2 separate regions of the Muntiacus reevesi genome follow, and region 2 is linked to region 1. A link is a contact called in public Hi-C data. All regions are on one chromosome and are shown on one strand. The core of a region is the stretch at or near the end of the contact, and the rest is flanking DNA. Distances in the headings are between cores, read along the strand shown.

Region 1 (5,978 bases), core at 899-3,398:
ATAAGGAAAATGCTTATGCCGTAATATGCTTATGCCGTAAATATGCTATAAAAACACACATATTTAAAAAACACATATGATGTTGTGAAGTAATTAGCCTCCAACTAATAAAATAAAATTTAAAAAAAAAAAAGAAAAAAACCACATATGCATATTTATAGAAAAAAGCTTTAAAATGTATTCTGAACTATTTGTAATGGCAAACACATTAATAGTTTTTAGAGCCATCAGATTTTTAAAAAAATGTTATGTTCACCTTTCTATAGTACCCAGATTTTACAGTCAGAAAAATGGTTTGGTTTTTTTTGTTTTAAAATTTTTGGCTGCACCCACGGCCGTGTGGGACTCCATCAAGGACTGAATCCTTACCCCTACGTTGGAAGGCATAGTCTTAATCTCTGAACCACAGTCGAGAAGTCTCAGAAAGAGTTTCAATGTGCAATGAAAAAAATTCATGACTCATAAAATTGTTATGAGAAACAAATGATAAATGTGTGAGTACATATATGCAGTGCATATATATGTATATATAGTGTGCATGCATGTGTAACTACGTAGCATTGTGTTTCCGGTTTTAAAAGATTCCATTTTTTAGGCTTTAAATAAAGCTCAAACAGGTTAGCTGTCTTCTACACCATTATGATTATGAAATTGTCACTGTAGCAGTGTTGGAACAAATAAAATAATGAGAGGTAAACCACAGGCATTCAGCCCCCACACCATTGATATCAATGATCTTCTGAAATGAAAGTGCTTGGCTGGTGTAGCCAGGGAAAGGCCTGTTGGCTGCCTTCAAGCAGACAAGAAGCCTTACTTCGGTGAATTTTCCAGAATACTCTAGAATGTTGTCTGAAGTATGTTAGAACGGAAGTATCTTTCATTAGCAATATAAAACAGCTCCAGCAATCAGACGAACTTACCTTAACCAAGATCAGGAGATTGGCATGTGCAGCCAGAACAGATATTCATTTCCAAGAGCTGTAATTTGTATACCTGAATACTCATGATGGAAAGCCAGTGCATTTTCTATGTAGACAAACTTACTCAGGAAACCAAAGACATTATCAGAAGGTTGCTTGATCGAGCACAAATTCAGAACAAGCTGAGTTGTTTGTATAGACTGTTCTTGATTCATCTATCTCCATGACAGGACAGTTTTGTCCCCAAAATAGAAATACTCAGTTTCCAATAGTTGCAGCTTTATATATTGATCTCCAGTACAGTAGAGACATTTTGCTGCTCTGTTGATTTGGGCTTCTTCTCTCCTGACAGCATTTGGATGGACACTGGCCCTCAAGTGCCTCTGTATGCTCTTTTCTCTGTTTCCATGGCTACCCAAACCTTTTAGCAATATTCTTCAATAAAAATCAAGTCACAATCAAGTCAGGCAAGTTTGCATTTTAAAGGTGACTTTGCCTACTTCTGCTTGTATCCATTGTATATAATCTTAAAGTTTAACTTTCAGGAAGCGGTCTTATTATCCCTGTTTCAAATATCTTGGGGAAAATCTGACTGCCATCACTAGGTATTGGTACAATGTCCAAAGCCAAGTAGTACTCTTTAAAAAGTTTTATTTTGTTTTGGATTATTTGCAAATCTCCCCTAACACCCTTTTGGTGTGTAGATAAATTTGTCATAGCAAAAATGTTTTCGTGACAGTTTGAATGAAAACATACATTTAATTTTCTGTTCTGCTTTTTAAACATTAAGATAACATTATCAAATTGCCAATTGATATATGAAATAAGGGCAGTCTAGTTTTTTACTGAAAACAAATTGATTCTCCAAACAATATGACCTACTTTGTTTGTGATTGTCCAGCCTTATTTGCTAATGGTTTCATTGAGTTTCTACCCTTCTCATTGGGATTGAATCTGTACACCTGTAGATACTGAAAATTTATGAGGCATGAGATGAAAAATAAAAGAACCAATGAAGGTTTCATGCTTCATTAGTAATGGTGTTTCTTAAATGTTTGCTTGCACCTGAAAATTTTAGTTTCCTTTCACCAATAGATCAGCAAATCATATTTAGTAAATTGTGAAATAGTATGAGCCTGATGTAATGAAAACTATAATTCCCAAATACTGAATGAAATTGTAAGCTCATTTTATAAACCTCAACAGATATTGTAATTTTGCCAATAAAGAAAATATATTGCCAGTGCTTTGAAAAATTACTTTTGTGAACTTCTAAGAAGTTATATACTAAATATATTGAATGTTATATAAAAATATTCCATTATGTATAAAATAATGGAATATTACTTTAAAGATTTTCATTATTTATCAGACTATTATTAAATTTGCTTAGCAGGCCCTTTCTTATAATGGAATAAAAGGTACATTTTGGCTAAAAGCATTGTTCATTTATTGCAAGTTGTGTGTCAAAGAAATTTGAATAACTGGGATTTACTGTCCACCCCCCAGAATTTTCTTAGCTGAGAAGGGAAACTAAGTTCTTGGAGCAGTGAATTTAAGTCAAGAGGGTATGTCATTAATGAACTGAGAATATCATGGAGAAAAAAGGAGGGGAAGAGGAAGGAGATGGAGAAAACAGATTTAACTGGTTTACAGTTTTGCCTCAGGTTGGAAGTTACTCACCGATGTCAGGAAGTGAGTAATGTTATAGGGCAAGGATCCAGAGGCCAAAAGGAAAGGGAGAGATTTAGGGAATGCAAAGTAGAAATGATTACAAAGAAGCTAGGCAGGTGGTAATTGAAAACACAGAAAAGGTGATTTCTAAATGTTTTAGGCCAGATAAGAGAAACTTGAGATGTTGCTAATAAACATAAATACAGTACTCAGTTATCATGTCTAAAATTTTAACTTTGGTTGCTACCTGAAGCATTTCTGAAAGTATAAGTCACTTTTAACTTTTTTGTTGCCCAACCAGTTGTATATAAAATGTGTAAATGAAACCACGAATTCAAATCATTTATTGCCACATAGTAATGAAAAGAAGTAAGGTTGATAATACATTTCTTTTTTTTAATTGACATATATGCATCTGTGTTCTCAGATTCTTTTCCATTATAAGTTATTATAAGATATAGTTCATTTATCTATTTTATATAAAGTAGTATGTATCTGTTAATCCCAAACTCCAAATTTATCCCTCCCCCACCCCTTCCACTGTGGTAATCATGTTTGTTTTGTCTTAAGTCTGTTTCTGCTTTGAAAATGAGTTAACTTGCATCTTTTTTTTTAGCTTCCACATATAAGTGATATCATATGATATTTGTCTTTCTCTGACTTATTTCTCTTGGTATGGTAATCTCTAATTCCATCCACAGTTGCTGCAAATGGCATTGTTTCATGATAGTACATTTCTTTGTTAGCACTAGAACTAGATATTTTGAATAACCTTTAGGCTTCTATGGAAGAAGAGAATTTCATGTGGTACAAAATTTCATGCCCAGTTCAGATTCTGTTTCTTTGTATTCTCCATTCTTATTTCTGCTGGGGTTAATTAAACAGTTATTTCAGAAATAGTTCTTTGTGTTGCTGTGAGTATCAGTGAGTTAATTGCTTCAAATGGGAATTAATAGTAAGCACAATACTCGAAGGATTGGACCATTGTTAACTTTATAAAGAAAAGAGGAATAGTGATTCAAAGAGAATTGAGAAAAAACTTCTCAAAGTTTTTAACAGCCTGGGTAAATTGCAATGAAATGAAACTCCTCATTTCAATGTTCATTATTACCTACATGAGAGTTTTAATTGGAAAGTCTTAATCATTATAATATTAATAAAATTTATTGTTGTTGTTGTTCAATCACTTAAGTTATGTCTGACTCTTTGCAACCTCATGGACTGTAGCATGCCAGGCTCTTCTGTCCTCCACTATCTCCTGGAGTTTGCTCAAATTCATGTTCATTTAGTCAGTGATGCTGTCTAACCATCCCACCATCTGTTAGGCTACATATTATCAGGCCACCTGCCCGACCTTGGAAAATGCCAGGATGATGAGTCATCTCAATTTGCATGAGACTGTCATGGTGTTAGTACTGAAGGTCCCATGATCCAGGAAACAGTCCAGGGCAGAATGGGGCAGTTAGTTACCCTATGCTGGCCACAATGAAGCAGAGACATAGATCTTAGTTCTAAAGTTCTTCTACATTAAAGTCTCCTTTTGATCTCTGTGATCTGCTGAGAAGATGCCCTCTCTGGAGAACACTAACTCACCTGCCAAGACATAAGAGACACGGGTTTGATCCCTGGGTCTGGAAGATCCCCTGGAGCAGGACATGGCAGCCCACTCCAGTATTCTTGCCTGGAGAATCCTGTGGACAGAGGCGGGCTACAGCCCGCTGGGTCTCAAAAAGTCAAACATGACTGAAGCGACTTAGCATGTATACATATAAAAGGAAGGGAACCATGTCTGATAAACAGAGAAGGCTCTTTTAATCTTGAGGAGTTAGCCAGGTTGCAGAAAACCAAGAAGTTTGGCCTAAGGAGCCCCTGGCAGTAACTGAACACATCAGTGCTGTTTCTCACTTGGCTGTTAGTGCTGCATTAACTACTGCATGTAACCCTGTTATAGCTGCAAATTATTGCATGCTGGGACTTCCCTGGTGGCCCAGTGGTTAAGACTTCACCTTCTAATGCAGGGGGTGCAGGTTTGATCCTTGGTCAGGATCCCACATCCTTCCTGACCAAAAAGCAAAACATAAAATAGAAGCAATATTGTAACAAATTCAGTAAAAACTTAAAAAAAATTATCACATGCTTAATGGTGGCCAGCACTATTCTGAATCCTTTCAATTCAGTTCAGTTCAGTCACTCAGTCGTGTCCGACTCTTTGCGACCCCATGGACTGCAGCATGCCAGCCTTCCCTGTCCATCGTCAACTCCTGGAGCTTACTCAAACTCATGTCCATTAAGTCAATAATGCCATCCAACCATCTCATCCTCTGTCGTCCCCTTCTCCTCCTGCCTTCATTTTTTCCCAGTGCCAGGGTCTTTTCCAATGAGTCAGTTCTTTGCATCAGGTAGCCAAAGTATTGGAGTTTCAGCTTCAGCATCAGTCCCTCCAATGAAGATTCAGGACTGATTTCCTTTAGGATGTACTGGTTGGATCTCCTTGCAGTTCAAGGGACTCTCAAGACTCTTTTCCAACACCACCATTCAAAAGCATCAGTTCTTTGGCGCTCAGCTTTCTTTATAGTCCAACTCTCATATCCATACATGACTATTGGAAAAACCATGGCTTTGACTAGACAGACCTTTGTTGGCAAAGTGATGTCTTTCCTTTTTAATATGCTGTCTAGGTTGGCTGTAACTTTTCTTCCAGGGAGCAAGCGTCTTTTAATTTCATGGCTGCAGTCAACATCTGCATTGATTTTGGAGCCCCCCAAAATAGTCTGTCACTGTTTCCATTGTTTCCCCATCTATGCCATGAAGTGATGGGACCAGATGCCATAATCTTAGTTTTCTGAATGTTGAATTTTAAGCCAGCTTTTTTACTCTCCTCTTTCACTTTCATTAAGAGGCTCTTTAGTTCTTCTCTTTCTGCCAAAAGTGTGGTGTCATCTGCATATCTGAGGTTGTTGATATTTCTCCTGGCAATCTTGATTCTAGCCTGTGCTTCATTCAGTCCAGCATTTCTCATGATGTGCTCTGCATATAAGTTAAATAAGCAGGGTGACAATATACAGCCTTGATGTACTCCTTTCCTGATTTGGAAACAGACTGTTGTATGTCCAGTTCTAACTGTTGCTTCTTGACCTACATAGGAGGTCTCTCAGGAGGCAGGTCAGGTGGTCTGGTATTCTCATCTCTTTCAGAATTTTCCACAGTTTGTTGAGATTCACACAGTCAAAGGCTTTGGCATAGTCAATAAAGCAGAAGTAGATGTTTTTCTGGAACTCCTTTGCTTTTTCGATGATCCAATGGATGTTGGCAATTTGATCTCTGGTTTCTCTGCCTTTTCTAAATCCAGCTTGAATATGTGGAAGTTCACCATTCACATACTGT
Region 2 (5,978 bases), core at 1,871-4,370, 180 kb before region 1:
TTGTAATATTATAAATTTCCTTTATAATTCTGCATATTTTATTCTGAGGCATTTAGAGATATGATTTTATTAATAATAAGGGGTCCCTATTCACAAGATTGCCAAGGTTTTTGGTATATGTGTATATACAGAGTCTTTCATTTAATAGGATGGCCTTGAATGATTCTTCATGGTCATGAGAATTTTTCCTTTTGGTACTGCCTTAAATCTCTAATTACGTAAAGAATAAACAAGAGAGACCAACTTGATCCATAGAGATAACTTGATTATATTTTTTAAAAACTTGGTACGGAAAGATTTCTTTCATTTTAACTTTTCATCCTGTGAAGAAATTTTGAAATGTATCTATTTGAGGTATTTTGATGGTATTTTGAGGTATTTTGATCCTTCTAAATAACTGCTCATATGCCATTTGTGACAATAGCACCTAAAGCAAGGAACTATGATAAAGGAACCCTTGTGATTTCTGATGTCAGTGAAGTGTGACTGTGACTCTGAGACCAACTTCACGGATTGTGTTACAGGCTTTGAAATGAGCGTGAGCAGAGTATGTGATATTTTCTTTGCTGAAAAAAAAAAAAAGATTAAAAATGAAAACCATAAAAACATTCATAAGTCTGATAAAGGAAAATAGTAAATGTGTACATATTATGCACAAAAAGGTTTAGCTACAGCCTATACATGTATATATAGGGAGAAAAATGTAAAAGGACACCCTACTTGTCTTTCTACCAACTCTGTAATATGTGGCAGAAGCAGAGCTGACGCAAGTATTTCTGGTTAAACAATGCTGACTGAATGTGCCTTCATTGCCTAAAGAAACCAGAATCTTCTCATTCTGGCTCACCCCCCTTCACCTCCCCTCCCCCCTTCCCGAGTCAGAGTCTATAATAAGTAATGAGTTCTAAGTACCCGCCTGTATGTGAGAGCATAAGAAATTCTTCCTTTTGGAAACCCCTCCTTCTCATTTTCTTGTGTAGTCATGGCAAGTAGCTTATCTCTTTATAGTAATGTAAGAGTGGCTTGGATATAATTCTACTTTCAGGTCTGATGGAGTAAACTGAGACACACCAATTCTCTAAGAATAAATGGGAAAGCCAGATAATACAAACAGCATCTCTATAAAGCAATCCAAGAGCTGCTAGAGCATCGAGGCTGGAGGGGCCAAGATTCCACAGGGGGAACTGCAAAATGGAGAGTTTTTTCCTTGGCCAGCTGGAGGTGCTTACTGACTCTCAGTAGAAGGCTGAGCACCTGGGCTTTGCCTGGATCAAGGGTCATCATTGGGAGAGGGGCAAAAGAAAAAAAAAACAGTTATATTTTGGATTCTCACAGGACTCAAGAGACAAAACTGAAATCTTGGAGAGCCAGGATTTCAGAAAGAAGAAAGGAAGGAAGAACTGAGGGACCCTGATGGTTTCCCCTCAAAATTTTGCTGAATTAGGAAGCTGTAATACTTGGTGTAGGAGGTTAGGATGAGAAAACCACTGTTTTTCAGAAGTTTTCTGCTTAGCAACTTTACCTACCCAGCAGAGATGAGAGTCAAAGCACCAAAATCCAAGAAAAAAATACACAACAGAAACCAGCCCACAGGTAATTCATGTATTAGATTAACAAGCAAGGTCTTCGATTCAAATATTCAAAAATGGGACTTCCCTGGTGGTCCAGGGGTTAAGACTCAATGGGCTCAATGGGTGGGTATGGGCTCAATCCATGGTCGGAGAACTAAGATCCCACATGCTGCACAGTACAGCCACCCCCCTAAAAATTTTCCCCCAAAATGACAAAAAGATAAAAGAATTTCTCCAGGGGATCAGAATCTGTTTTTAATGGAAATTCTGGAACCAAAAAATACAATCACTGAAATCAAGAGCAGTCTGGAAAATCACGAGCAGTCTGGAAAATCAAGAGCAGGTAGAACTACCTCTGTGCACATAGATACTGACGTTGGCTCAGGACGTGATTGAGGTGCATCTCTGGAGCCCCGGTCTCAGTGCTGGAATCCTAAGATCTAGTGCAGACTCAAAGGGTTTGTGCACACATGAAGGGGAAAAAAAAAAAAAGCTTTTCACGGAGCGGAAGGAGAGGGTGGGATGAACTGAGAGAGTAGCATTAACATATACATACTACCATGTGGTAAAAGAGACAGCTAGTGGGAAACTGCTATATATAACACAGGGAGCCCAGCCGGTGCTCAGTGACAACCAAGGTATCTTTCATCTAGTGTTTGTTTGGCTTGAATATGCACTAAATCAAAACACTATTCAACAAAGAACTTAAAAATATTTGGTAAAAATGACATGTAGGAAAAAAAAAGTTAGAAAAAAAAATTAAAATCCAGCTGGGGCCTATCTGGGAGGGATGCATAATACAAGACCAAACAAAAACAATACTGGAACCGTTTTGGATTATTATGCCAAGGCACTATCGACTTAAATAAACCACTAACTCGGGGGGATAGGAGGTGGACATTGTCAAGAGAACAGAAGAATGGACGTGCAAGGTTGATTTCCCACTATAAGGCTCCGGTGCCTGCGTGGTGTTTGGACCCAGGCATTTTAGGTTAGAACTCTACAGCATACTGGGCAGAGAACACGGAGTCCTACCTAGACGCAAAAATGTCCAACGAGCTGGGCAACCTCAAGGAAATCTCTTTGTACGAGAGATTCCTAAAGTCTAAAATAGGGAGACGGGTTTAGTAACCCTGGAGATCTACACGTCTAACTCTGATGCTATAAACAAGGGATCACACAGATCTCCTTCCTTCAGAAAAGGCCAGTCCTCAGGCTTCGAGCCGCCCGGGTTTTTGGCACATCTGCATTAGCTCGGCGGACGGACCCCGCACAAAGCACCGCCTTACTAACGCCTCATCAACCCGTCTCGAGCAGGCCTTCAGCGCCCCGCGCCAGGTGACTTCTCAGACCTTCCTCCACCTCCCCGGAACGCCCGATCTCGGCTGGGACCCGGGAACCCGCGACTGTGTTTCCTCCCTGAACAGATAAAATCACCTGGAGCATCTAGGCCTAAGCTTCGCGTCCGCCGCGGCCTCCAAGAGGAGAGCTGAAGGGGAAATCGACTCCCTCGACGATCTCCGCGGCCTGGACCCGCCCCCTCCGCCTGGCGCCAGGCTGGGGAGGGCCGATCGGCTCGATGAGCGGGGGCGCAGCTGCGGCTGAGCGGCCGACGCCGGGTCCGCGCCCACTGTCTCCCCCTCCCCGCTCTCTTCTTCCGATTCCCACTCCTTCCCCCGCCCGTCCAGCGCCGCCCGCCCGGAGAGCTGCCGGGAGCTCCCCGGGAGACTCAGGTACGCCCGTCCTCCTGGGCCCGACGGGAGGGGCGGATGTGCGAAGGAAACGGAGACGACGTCCGTGCCCCACCGCCCCCAACGTCCGCGTCGGGCTGAGGGGCCGGCCTCGGGGGTCGCAGAGTGGGAAAGGCTGGGGTCGGACGGGCGGGTTACCCCGAGGAAGAACGATCGGGACCTGGGTGTTCAATGAGGGGCGGTTAAGGGGGAGAAGAATAGGAATTGTAGGGTGCTCTGGGGAGATGGGAGGACAACAGCGGAGGGAATAGGGAAGACTGAAGAAGAGTGGGAGGCAGCCCGGAATGTGAGTGCGTATCTTGGGGTAGAAGGGACGAGAGTCAGGAGCAGATGGCAGGGGACGTGACCCGGTGCGACTGATGCGGGGGCGGGTGAACGGTGCTGCTTGCAGGAGGGATAGATTTGTTTCTTTATTCAAAGACTGGGGAGAGAGCGCGCCAATCGCGTTGCGTTTATAATGACCGGAAGGGTGAGGTGAATCGTTAACACTTTGACAGCTTTTGTGAAGAATGTCTCCAGGCTGTGTCCATCCAAGTCACTTATTTCCGTGAAACTGCACCAAGCAAGATTGCTGATGAGAGTTTAGGAAGAGGAATCAGAAAGGGAACGGAGGCTGGGGAAAAGGAGCCCTCTCTACAGATTTCAAGCTTTTTGTAAAATGAAATACTAGGGGTTTTGGTTTGCTTGTTGTTTGGGTAAAGCAAAAAAGAAGCCAACAATTACTAAACAACAGGTTAGAAGTATATTACGTACTGCCTCTTCAAAAAATACAGGAAATTGTGAACGTATGATGATGGCATAAGCTTATGGTGATGTGACATTAGAAAAATGTATTGGTGATGTTGAAATGCATCACTGAAGGTTCTGTTGTTTACATATATACCTAGACACAAACACCTGAATTTATATGTATTTTGGGCAGGGAGATCTATGGAGAATATGTGTAAGTCCAATTTCTGAGCATGGTTTATTTCTACTAGTTGTCTGGTGCAAATATCATCATTTGCCCTGATTATTAAGTGCAGTTAATAATCTGCCTGCTGCTTTGCTGATGGCTTTTATGTTTGTCAGTCGTTGATTTTGTGCCTTCACGAAGCTGATTCTTGGATTATGGGCCCTGAATTTGGGTTTGCTCATCGTTAAACTTGTAGTTTTACTGTACGTTTCACAAAGATGTTATGTAAGTCTGCCTGCTGTTTGCTTTTGGATGTTGAAGCAGCCCTTTTGTAGGGTTTAAAATATAAATAAAATACAGGTATAATTAAAAGCTCGAGTCCGTTGGTTGCTTCTTTTGTCATCTGTTTCTCCATACTTTCTGTAACATTTCTGCATGAATGAATTATTCAGAAATCGAAGTATGAGGAATAAAATGGGTCAGATGCCGGATGTGCGTGACAGAAATATTGTAGATTGAAGAGCTCTAGAGCTGTTGCTTAGGTAGCAAGTACTTGGTTTTTGTTAGAAGTGATTAAGTTTCTGGCTTGGAAAATTATTTCTTATCAAAGAAAAGTGTTTGTATCAATTTGTTTGGATGGGAAGTCAACTTAAAATTTTACTTTATCTGGTTTATGAAACTGGACTCTGGGCTTGTTTATTCTTTTTTAAATGAATGATATTAACCACCAAACTGATGTCTATGCTTAAAGATCTTAGAGGTTGTTCTGTGCAAAGGGAAAGAGGGCTGCTGGGTTGTTAGAGGGAAATGGTCTTTATAGAACAGAATTGTGTAACCTGATAGACAACTTATTGAGTAAATACTAAAATTGATCATGCACAGTCATTAATAATTTAGGCCTATTTTTCTGCTATTTCAATCAGTAGAGTGACTAACACTGTTACTTATCTTTTACCAAGCCTTAGTTTTCTCTTGGTTTCTTGGTGCTTACTTCAAAGAAGTGTTGTAAAGAATAAAAAATGTGTCTAAGTTACTGAGCACAGTGCCTAACACATAGTAAAATATTCAGTATACCTTAGCTATTCTCATTATTCATCCATCTTCTTGTCCAAGATACTGAAAACTTCTGTTTGCATATGTCAGCTTTTCCTCAAGAAAATTTTGAATATGTTGCATATTCAAGCATTTTCCTGGAAAAACTCAATGCAAATAAGCATTTTAAAAACAGACTTTCTGTAGCAAACTGAAAACCTGATTTTGTTTAACCCAGCACTTAGCAAGCATATCCCTTTCCTTGGAGCACCTGGTGGTGTGCATTGGAACAGGGCATTATAATTTACAGAATATTTTTTGCATGTATGTATTAATCTGATATGACCATCCCAACTCCAATCATAAGCCTAGAAATAACTGTTTTACAGATGGGGAAATGGAATCATTGTTGATGCAACTCACTAAAAGTGAGTGAGAGAATTTGCTATCTTCTGACTCCAAATTAAAATCTTTAAGCATCTGATGTCTCACTTGCAAGGGGACAATCTCCTGTTTTTCTCTCCTCTCCTGTGCAGTCTTCTGTTTCATTTGATAAAAATGTTGTCACTGATTTTCTCCACATGCTCTCTAAAAGTTACCTCCATTTTTCTCAGGGTTTTAACTATTTTTTGTGTACTGAGTCCTCGCATGGAGGGAGGCCAGGATCACTGGTATGGAGACCCTGTGAGCGAGAGCAGTTGAAGTCAGAGAAGTGGAGGGGGCCCCATC

The links. A called contact is a pair of places that touch in the nucleus more often than the background predicts.
Region 2: a contact with region 1 is called in a Hi-C map of blood, with 4 times the contacts expected there. The contact joins the promoter of VAMP4 here to the promoter of PRRC2C in region 1. A contact is called at or near these places in 2 of 3 Hi-C or Micro-C datasets (blood and muscle).

Annotation. Positions count from the first base shown.
Region 1 is chr5:85,308,257-85,314,234 of mMunRee1.1, reverse strand. It overlaps PRRC2C (proline rich coiled-coil 2C), which reads right to left and starts at 2,148. Exons shown (of 35, transcript XM_065935693.1): 1 at 1-2,148.
Region 2 is chr5:85,494,179-85,500,156 of mMunRee1.1, reverse strand. It overlaps VAMP4 (vesicle associated membrane protein 4), which reads left to right and starts at 3,120. Exons shown (of 9, transcript XR_010663303.1): 1 at 3,120-3,304.